Regions from separate parts of the Sus scrofa genome. Here all the other regions are linked to region 2. Evidence: chromatin contacts called from public HiChIP or PLAC-seq data. All regions are on one chromosome and are shown on one strand. The core of a region is the stretch at or near the end of the contact, and the rest is flanking DNA. Distances in the headings are between cores, read along the strand shown.

Evidence for each region. HiChIP or PLAC-seq counts read pairs in DNA pulled down with a chosen protein or histone mark.
Region 1: a contact with region 2 is called in an H3K27ac HiChIP or PLAC-seq map of alveolar macrophages. The contact joins two enhancer-like sites.
Region 3: a contact with region 2 is called in an H3K27ac HiChIP or PLAC-seq map of alveolar macrophages. The contact joins two enhancer-like sites. A contact is called at or near these places in 1 of 47 Hi-C or Micro-C datasets (embryonic fibroblasts) and 1 of 2 datasets of contacts at active chromatin or transcription factors (alveolar macrophages).

What each region holds. Positions count from the first base shown.
Region 1 is chr15:134,358,263-134,360,962 of Sscrofa11.1, reverse strand. No RefSeq gene overlaps it. Among named protein-coding and RNA genes, the nearest start is that of SPP2, 77 kb to the right of the region's middle. Within about 2 kb of position 1,287, at least 6 of the 83 cell types and tissues checked have an H3K27ac peak or open chromatin away from gene starts, as enhancers often do. A contact at or near this core is called in alveolar macrophages, where this site is marked.
Region 2 is chr15:134,668,430-134,671,129 of Sscrofa11.1, reverse strand. No RefSeq gene overlaps it. Among named protein-coding and RNA genes, the nearest start is that of ARL4C, 48 kb to the right of the region's middle. Within about 2 kb of position 1,294, at least 9 of the 83 cell types and tissues checked have an H3K27ac peak or open chromatin away from gene starts, as enhancers often do. A contact at or near this core is called in alveolar macrophages, where this site is marked.
Region 3 is chr15:134,384,850-134,387,549 of Sscrofa11.1, reverse strand. No RefSeq gene overlaps it. Among named protein-coding and RNA genes, the nearest start is that of SPP2, 100 kb to the right of the region's middle. Within about 2 kb of position 1,334, at least 9 of the 83 cell types and tissues checked have an H3K27ac peak or open chromatin away from gene starts, as enhancers often do. A contact at or near this core is called in alveolar macrophages, where this site is marked.

The DNA of each region.
Region 1 (2,700 bases), core at 38-2,537, 310 kb after region 2:
GATCCTTAACCCACTGAGCAAGGCCAGGGATTGAACCTGCAACCTCATGGTTCCTAGTCAGATTCGTTTCCGCTGCACCACAACGGAAACCCCACACCCCTTGCTTCCTAACCCCCCTCCATGATTTATTTTTCTCCACGATGTGGGAACAGACTCATATCACATATTTTAAGTCTTTACATATTTATTGTCCATCTTGCCATGTTGACATATAGGCTATTTAAGGGGATGTATTTTGTTTTTAAAGGACCAGTATTTTTGCCCACTTTGTTCCATGCAGTAGCCCCGCGCCTCCAATAGTGCCTGGTCCGGGGAAGACATTCAATAAATAGCTGTGGAAAAGATGACTGCCAGCTACCTTCAGGGCATAATCAAATGCCCTTTGTCTCCATGCAGACATCTGATGGAAAGACCTCGCACTCTGGGGAAGTTCTAAAAAGTGGCCACAGGTCCTTTGGCCTCCCTTCCATCAAGAGGCAGGTTATGGCCCTTGGATCTGAGCAGCTGTGACAATCAAGTGGTGGAAGTGACGCTGTGTAACTTCTCAGGCCAGGTCAGATAGGGGAGGCAGCCTCTTCGCTTAGGAAGCTCCACCTGGAACCCAGCCACCCTGCTGAGGAACCCAAGCCACAGGGAGAGACCACAGGTAGGGGCTGTGGTCAGAAGACCCCACCAAGTCCAGACTCCTAGTGGCCCCAGCCCAGGATCCAGACACGTGTGGGGCGGAGCCTCTGAAGATCCCAGCCCCTCTGCCCTCCACATCTTCCCAGGTGAGGCCCCAGACACCGTGGAGCAGAGAAGAACCATCTCTCTCCAATGCCTGACTCACAAAACCTGTGAGTATACAAAAAATTTGATATTTTCTGCCACTATGTTTGGGGAGGTCTGTTATGCCCCAACAGGTAACTGGAACCCACAGCTTTACTTTCTTAAATCAAATAAATACGGTCAGCCCCCCACCCGCTGTGGTTGTTGGGATATTCCATCTCAGTCATGCTTGGGGAGATTCTTTCTGCATCCTCATCTTTGGGTGTGAACAGTCATTGGAAAGAATCTTCCGTCCTGGTTGTTTTGCAAATCATCTCTCCCCAGAAGGAAGCCCATCTTCCCAGGCAAGCCTGGGGTGCCTCACCCACTAATGTTGACTGAGCCAGGCTCCACCCCAGGCTCCAGGACCCAGCAAAGAAGAAACCAGGAAGTCCCTGCCGGCCGGCAGCTTACCCTTCAGACCAGCAGTAAATAGACAACCACTGAGTAAAGTTTAAGCCCTTGCACTCAGTGGACCAGCCACTCAGTGGCTGACTGACGTGTAGTTGATTTACAATGTCGTCGTGTTAGTTTCTGCCCCACAGCAAGTGATTCAGTTATTTTGGTTGATGCAATCTATTCGTTACTACATACTCGCTAATTGTGCAAATCATAGCCCTCAACCCGCATGGTCACTTCGAAAAGGAAAAGTGTGTGAGATCATCAAATGCCCATAAAGGGAGGCTTGGTAGAGCTCTGACTCCGATTTTCTGTTCAGGGAAGTTTTGCGCTCACTTTGGGACGGTTCTTTTTTGTCTCCCCCTCTTATCTTGCGTTAGCTGTTGGTCAGACCCTACACCTCTGTCGATGGGTTAATGATCTGAAAACAATCAGGACTGGAAATTCAGGCAGCCTCGGTGTAATTTAAAGACCTATCGCTAACGTCTCTGTGTGTTTTTAATTTCAGGCTTTAATTGCCCATATAATTACTATTTTTTAATGAACTGACAATCAAAGCCATGCATTAAAATTTAAGTCAACCTTAGATTAAATTGCGGAAGAAATGAAACCTCCTAAATGTGGTCCCTCTCTCCCCATTTTTTTTTCCAGCCCAAGCATCTGTTTCCTTCACGGGACACTCCCGAAGCCCAGGGCCCGCCAGGTGCCATCCTCCCACCCTCGCCCCTCCTCCCTCCTTCCACCCTAGCCACCCAAGCACCTCTTAGGAGCCTTTCCATTTTAACTAGGAAAATAGCTCCTAGAATGTGAGGCACGGAGGGGCCTATAGGGACAACTTGGCCCAGCCCCTTCATCTTGAGGCGGCTAAGTCTGAGGACCAGAGAGGTGGGGTGACTTGCCCAAGGTCAGCAGAATCTTGGAAATTGGACAGAAATCTCAGCAGTGGGTGGAGTTGAGGGGGAGGCATGGAGGGGGTAGAGGTGGGATTTCATGCCCATCTGACAACCTGGAAGAATTATGCGATAACCTCAAATCACACTCTGTAGGCAGTTCTCATAAAAATGCAAACTCTAAATAGAATTCACATGAAGTATGTTTTGGAAATCCTTTTGCCTAAATATGTCTTCAGTTATTAAGAATCTTTCTTTGGGCTTGTGTTCTCCCCAAATCAAGAATGACTATTTCTTTTTTTTTTATTTATTTTTATTTTTTCTTATTTTAAGGCCATATCTGCAGTATGTGGAATTTCCTGGGCCAGGGAGTGAATCTGAGCCACAGCTGCGACCTACGTCACACCTGTCGCAATGCCAGATCCTTTAACCCACTGTGCTGGGCGGGGACTGAACATACACCTTCACATCAGCTAGAACTGCTGCAGTTGGATTTTTAACCCACTATGCCATGGCAGGAACTCCAAGAATGGCTGTTTTTCAGGGGCAGAAGTAGGTGATTTTTTTTTCTCTTTAAATTTCCTCTTTGAACTCTTTCTGCCTT
Region 2 (2,700 bases), core at 45-2,544:
TTAACCTGCTGAAGAGCCGGAGGAACCCATATCCTTAGGGATACCAGTCGGGTTGTTCCCACTGAGCCGCAGTGGGAACTCCATCTTAGGCTAATTTTAAAGGAGGGAGGAACCCTTGACCTCTGGGGAGAATGAGGATTGGCCCAAGGTGGCAGTGCTGGTGAATTCGGGGTTCAGACTGAGACTCTGGTACCCAAACTCATGCTCACAAGCCCTGAAAATCAGACCGTGAGGTCTGGGGAAAAGTTCACCACAACTAATGCCCCAGAGCCCAGGATTGCTCCCACAGTAGGGCAGTTTTCTCCGAGGGTTCTCGGGAGTCCTAAGAAGGGAGTCCATTCCAGGGGAAATGGAAACGAGGCCTCCATCATCCAGGAAGCACTGAGGGAGGCTGGGAACCCCCAGGAGCTAAGAGAGAAAATGGAACAGATTCTCCTTCAGAGCCTCCAGGAGGAAGCCACCCGGCTGACACCTTGATTTGGGACTTGTAGCCTCCAGAGCCCCGGGAGAATGAATCCCCACTGTTTTAAGCCATCTAGCCTGTGACAGTTAGGAAGCAAGTGCACCTGTTTAGCCCTTTACATGCTGACTATTTGGAGTTGCTGTGGTGAAGGATGAAGAGAGATGAAGAAGGAAAAAGGAGAAAAGTCTTTTCAGGCCTCACCGAGGACCCGCCGAGATGGGACACTAGACCCTGGTGTTGGCCTGAGTGGCCTTGGTGAAGGGCTTTTCCACCTCCAGCTGTTCCTAAGTGGGCAGCCAGCCTGGAGGACACAGGTGCTTGGAATGTGGGCAAGCCTGCGGCACTCACTCAGGGGCTTCCTGTAAGACCTTAACCTGGCTTGGAAGCCTCCAGAAGCTTTCCTACAGGGCTGATCATGCTCCACGGTGGGGTCGCCTTTGAGGGAATTCCCACCTCCTTTTAAGAAGCCAGTCAGGGAGTCTGGGTTCAGAAGAAGAAAAGTCTTAGCAAAGGGAGGCAGGGTCCAGAGATGCCAAAAGGCTCCCTGAGCCTGTTCAGAGGAATCCCTGTCCTATCCGCTCCCAAGGACTACCCTCATGGGGACTCCCAGGTGTCCTAAGCCCAGCGCCTCTCCCCGCCACCGCCATGCTGGGGCGCCCCTCACAGTGAGCTCGGGCCCTCGCCAAGGTGGCCGGCCGTGCATGGGTTTTGACTCGGGCTTCTGATGGTTCTGGGCATTTCGAGTCACTTCCATTTCTGACGGAGGCCAACTCAGCATCAGCTGATGCAAGAGTTTTGCAACTGAGTCACTTTGCTGTTCTTTTTTCAGTCCAAACAGTCTCACAGTAACTCTATTAATACATGTGACAGCACACACACACCACAACGCTCCTTCTCCTTTGTGTGAACTTAGGTGGACAGGAGACCAGGGGCCAGGCAGCAAAGCCACGACCTAGGTGTCTGGCCAAGCGGGGGACTTGGGCTGCGGAGGCCACCTGCCCTCCTGTGACTGACGGTTCATGACAGCTGAGTCCTCTGGCAGAGCCGGCCCCTGAACAGGTCTACTCCTAGGCGTTTCTCAACTTCCTTGTCCAGAGACAGAAAGCAAATACGGCAAGAAGGATTAGGGTTTGTTCACAAAGATTTTTAACATCAAATAAATTGATTTCCCGTTGCCTAGATAAAAGGGAGAAGATATCATCAGGATCTTAGTTACTTAGTTACAGTTTATTTTACTTTTTATTTTATTTTATTGTTTTGGCCATGCCCATAGCATGCGGAAATTCCAAGGCCAGGGATCCAACCTGCGCCACAGCGGTGACAATGCCAGATCCTTCAACTGCTGAGCCACCAGGGAACTCCAATTATAATTATTTTCTGTAAAATTATATCTATGTCATCCAAATAGTTTGCTTTAAAATATAATGTCATTCAGCCTTGGATACTTTCTCAGTGAATTCTGAGATCAGTGGAAAATAAATACCTTCAGGTATTTGTAGATACATATTGGAGTTGCATTTTATTTTTACTTAACAGTTTTATTAGCATTTTTCCATGTAAGTAAAAAAGAAACGTCATGAGAGATCTTAAATAGTATCCGTTTCCTGGTTGTTCCATTTGCTCCCCTTCCTCTTTTTGGGGCGAGGGGATGGCTGTCATGGTTTCGGCTATTCACGTCATCTATTTATTTCACAAACATCGAACCCCAGCTCTGCCCCTGGCACCTCGCTCAGACTGGTGATTTGGTGGTGAGCAAAACACACACACACACACACACACACACACACGAGTGCACCCACGCAGTGTCGGGAACTGCAGTAACTCCGGTGAAGGAGACGCACGGTGGGGGTCGGCATTTAATTGTTGGGAAGGGGGTCGGGGAGACGTCTTCTCTAAAGCAGGGATACAGAGCTGGGCTGTCAGGAAGGAGTGAGGTGTCTGCGTGTGTATGTGTGTGTGTGTGTTGAATGAATAAGTGGGAAAGATGGGAGGGAGAGAAGGTTGGGGACAAGATCAGGGGACGCTCTTGCCCAGACTGAGTTGAGGTCCCTGGAAGCAGCCTCCTGGCCACATCGGGAAGGATGTTAGAGGTATGGTCTGTGCAGGGCAGGTGCGAGGGCTGCTGGACGGCGTGGAGGATGGAGGACCTTCCTGCCCAATTCAATCTTCCCCCTTTTGGTAGCTGTTTTGTCTTCCAGCCTGATGGAGCTTCGCCCAGCCTCTCACTGGTAGTCTTT
Region 3 (2,700 bases), core at 85-2,584, 280 kb after region 2:
GGGGGAAGAAGAGTCCCCCTCATGCCCCACCCCCGCCCCTTTGCCCTATAGGGGGTTTTATCCCTTAAAGATGGGGGGTACCAACATGGGCTCCACAAAGATGTGGTTTTCTCCCCTTCCCTTGCCCGGTTACCTCTATCCATCCTTGTCCAGTAGGGGTCTGATGGGTGGAAATGTGCCAGAAGTCTCATGGTGTCTTTGCCCTTCTCTTCCCATAAACTGAGTCACAGAGGGTTAGAGATAAATGTCCATCTAGGTGTAGGCACACCCCCTGTAGTACACAAGGTCTGTGGGGTGTTCTCCCTGGAGCCCTTAAGCCACAAATGTTAATCAGTAGCCCCATCAAAGAAGGCATGGAAGCCCACACTCCTACTGATGACCTGAGGGATTATTCTGCCTCACACCCACTGATATTTCATTCCAATCACACCTCTGGCCCCAGGACTTACTGAAGTTCAGACATTTTGTGTGTCTCAGCACAGAAGGAATTCAGTAAGAGGCAAAGTGATAGGCAATACTTAGCTTTATTGCGAGACATGGACAAAGCGCGAGAGCCTCCTGGAAGAAACACATTCCATATAAGCAAGGCAGTCTGTCTCAAAAGGTGAGAGAGCGAGAGCAGCCCTGAGATATCAGGGTGGTTAATTTGTGTGGGCTGGGTAATTTCATAAGCTAACGAGTGGGAGGATTACTCCAACTGTTTTGGAGAAGGGGTGGGGACTTCCAGGAATTGGCCCATGGTCCACTTTTTGGCCTTTTATGGCTGGCTTCAGAAGTGTCCTGGTTTTGGTGGGTGTGTCGTTAGCAGGCTAGTGGTTGCAGTGAGTGTATAGTGAAGCTCAAGATCCACTGGCAGTTGGATCTTCTGCCATCTTGGACCTAGTTGGTTCTACCAGGTTTGTCCTGTACTGAAGGACTACATCATTCTTTCAAAGGTTGTGCCCTGCTCCCTTTCCTCCTGTTTCACCAGCATCTCCATGGGCTCACCAACTGGAAGCTCTCCCAACCCCAATATATAGGGTATTATCTGGAAGCATGTTTGCGTAGATAACTGGCCATTCATGATTAACTCAACCTCTAGTCTCTCTTTCCTTGGAGTTGAGTTGGGGGTTGCTGAAAGCTCTAGTCCTCTAATCACTAGATTAGTTTCCCTGGAAACCAGCCCCCATGCTGAGGCTGTCCGGGAGCCCTCCCTAAAGCCCTGGTCATCTCATTTGGATATAAATAGACTCTTATCACTTGGGAGATTGGGTTTTAGACACTGAATGCCAGGAAACCAGGACAGAGGCCAAATGTATGCATCTTATTACATCACACCAAGGGTGGGGGCTTCTTGGTAAACTGACGCATCAAGATTCTTTCTAAAATTGGACTAACTAGGCCAAGGACAGAGGCCAAAGGCAAGGCCTGCTCAAAAACAGAACTCGGAAGAGCCTGATTAAAGGGTGTCTAAGGACAGACTCTGCCAGTTTTTAACTGATACTTGAGATATTGCTGAAAAAGAAAAGTTTATACAATGGGAGACTCTATGCATTCCACGAGAGAGGGGCAGTGGCAGGCCAGCTCCTGTCATCGTCCCTGGCACACAAGCAGCTGCTCAGTAAATATTTACTTAATAAATGGATGAATGCTACTTTTAAAAATTGGTGGTTATTTGTTGTATTTATTGGAAGGCATTTTTTTTTTTTTTGGCCATGCCCGCAGTACTCAGAATTTCCCAGGCTAGGAATCGAACCCAAGCCACAGCAGTGACAAAGCCAGATCGTAATTGCTAAGCCACTAGGGAACTCTTTTTTTTTTTTTTTTTAAGTTTAATTTATGTTGGCAGCAAATATTATGAATGCGGATTCACTATTTATACAATGGTTATTGTGAAAATTAATCACTTCACTAAAATGGAGTCAGGAGCCAGAAGGGAGGGGCTCTTACACATGCCACTCACATCAATATAGACCCCAACAGGAGGAATCCGATCCTTGCATTTCCAGTGGGAGGTGACATGTTTCTCTACCTTCAGCAGGATCCATCACTGCATCCCAGATATAGAAAACAGTGACTGGTACAGGGCTGGTGCCCCAAATCTTTAGTATATGAACTTATAAAAAGATCTGAGAAGATCCAAGCATGGGTGCAAGGAAATGGCACCTTCCCTACCAACAAGGTAATTTGGCAAAATTTTATTGCATGGGAGCTGCTGTCAGAGGAAGTCAGCCTGCTCCACCTCTAAAGCCCCATCCACAGCAACCTTCCCACCCCACACCCTGAAAACCACAGGACAGAAATTAAGAGAGGGCTCTGGGTGGTGCATTGCACCCTGGGAGATGTAATTCAAACAACAAAACACAGGACTCAACTCTGCACAGGGGGTTTGTTGCTTTTCCTGCATTCTGTTGTTTCTGAACACCAGAAACAGTGCTATTCTCATAAATAACTAACAGTTGGCTTTTTGAAATGGGAGAGAGAGAAAAAAATCCTGATTTGTAGCATTTCCCTATTCCTATGTGTAAAGACTCCCACTGGAGTCAATGTCAAGCTACTAACATGAATTCGCTGAATAGGAAGGAGTTGGGAAGATTTGTACACAACTGGGTCTCGTAAACCCATGCAGGCCACGTCCACACATTGCTGGAAAGGGAAGGGCATCCAGGGTCTCAGAGGCTCAGGATTCCACGTGGCTGAGATATCTGCAGTGAGTCTGAC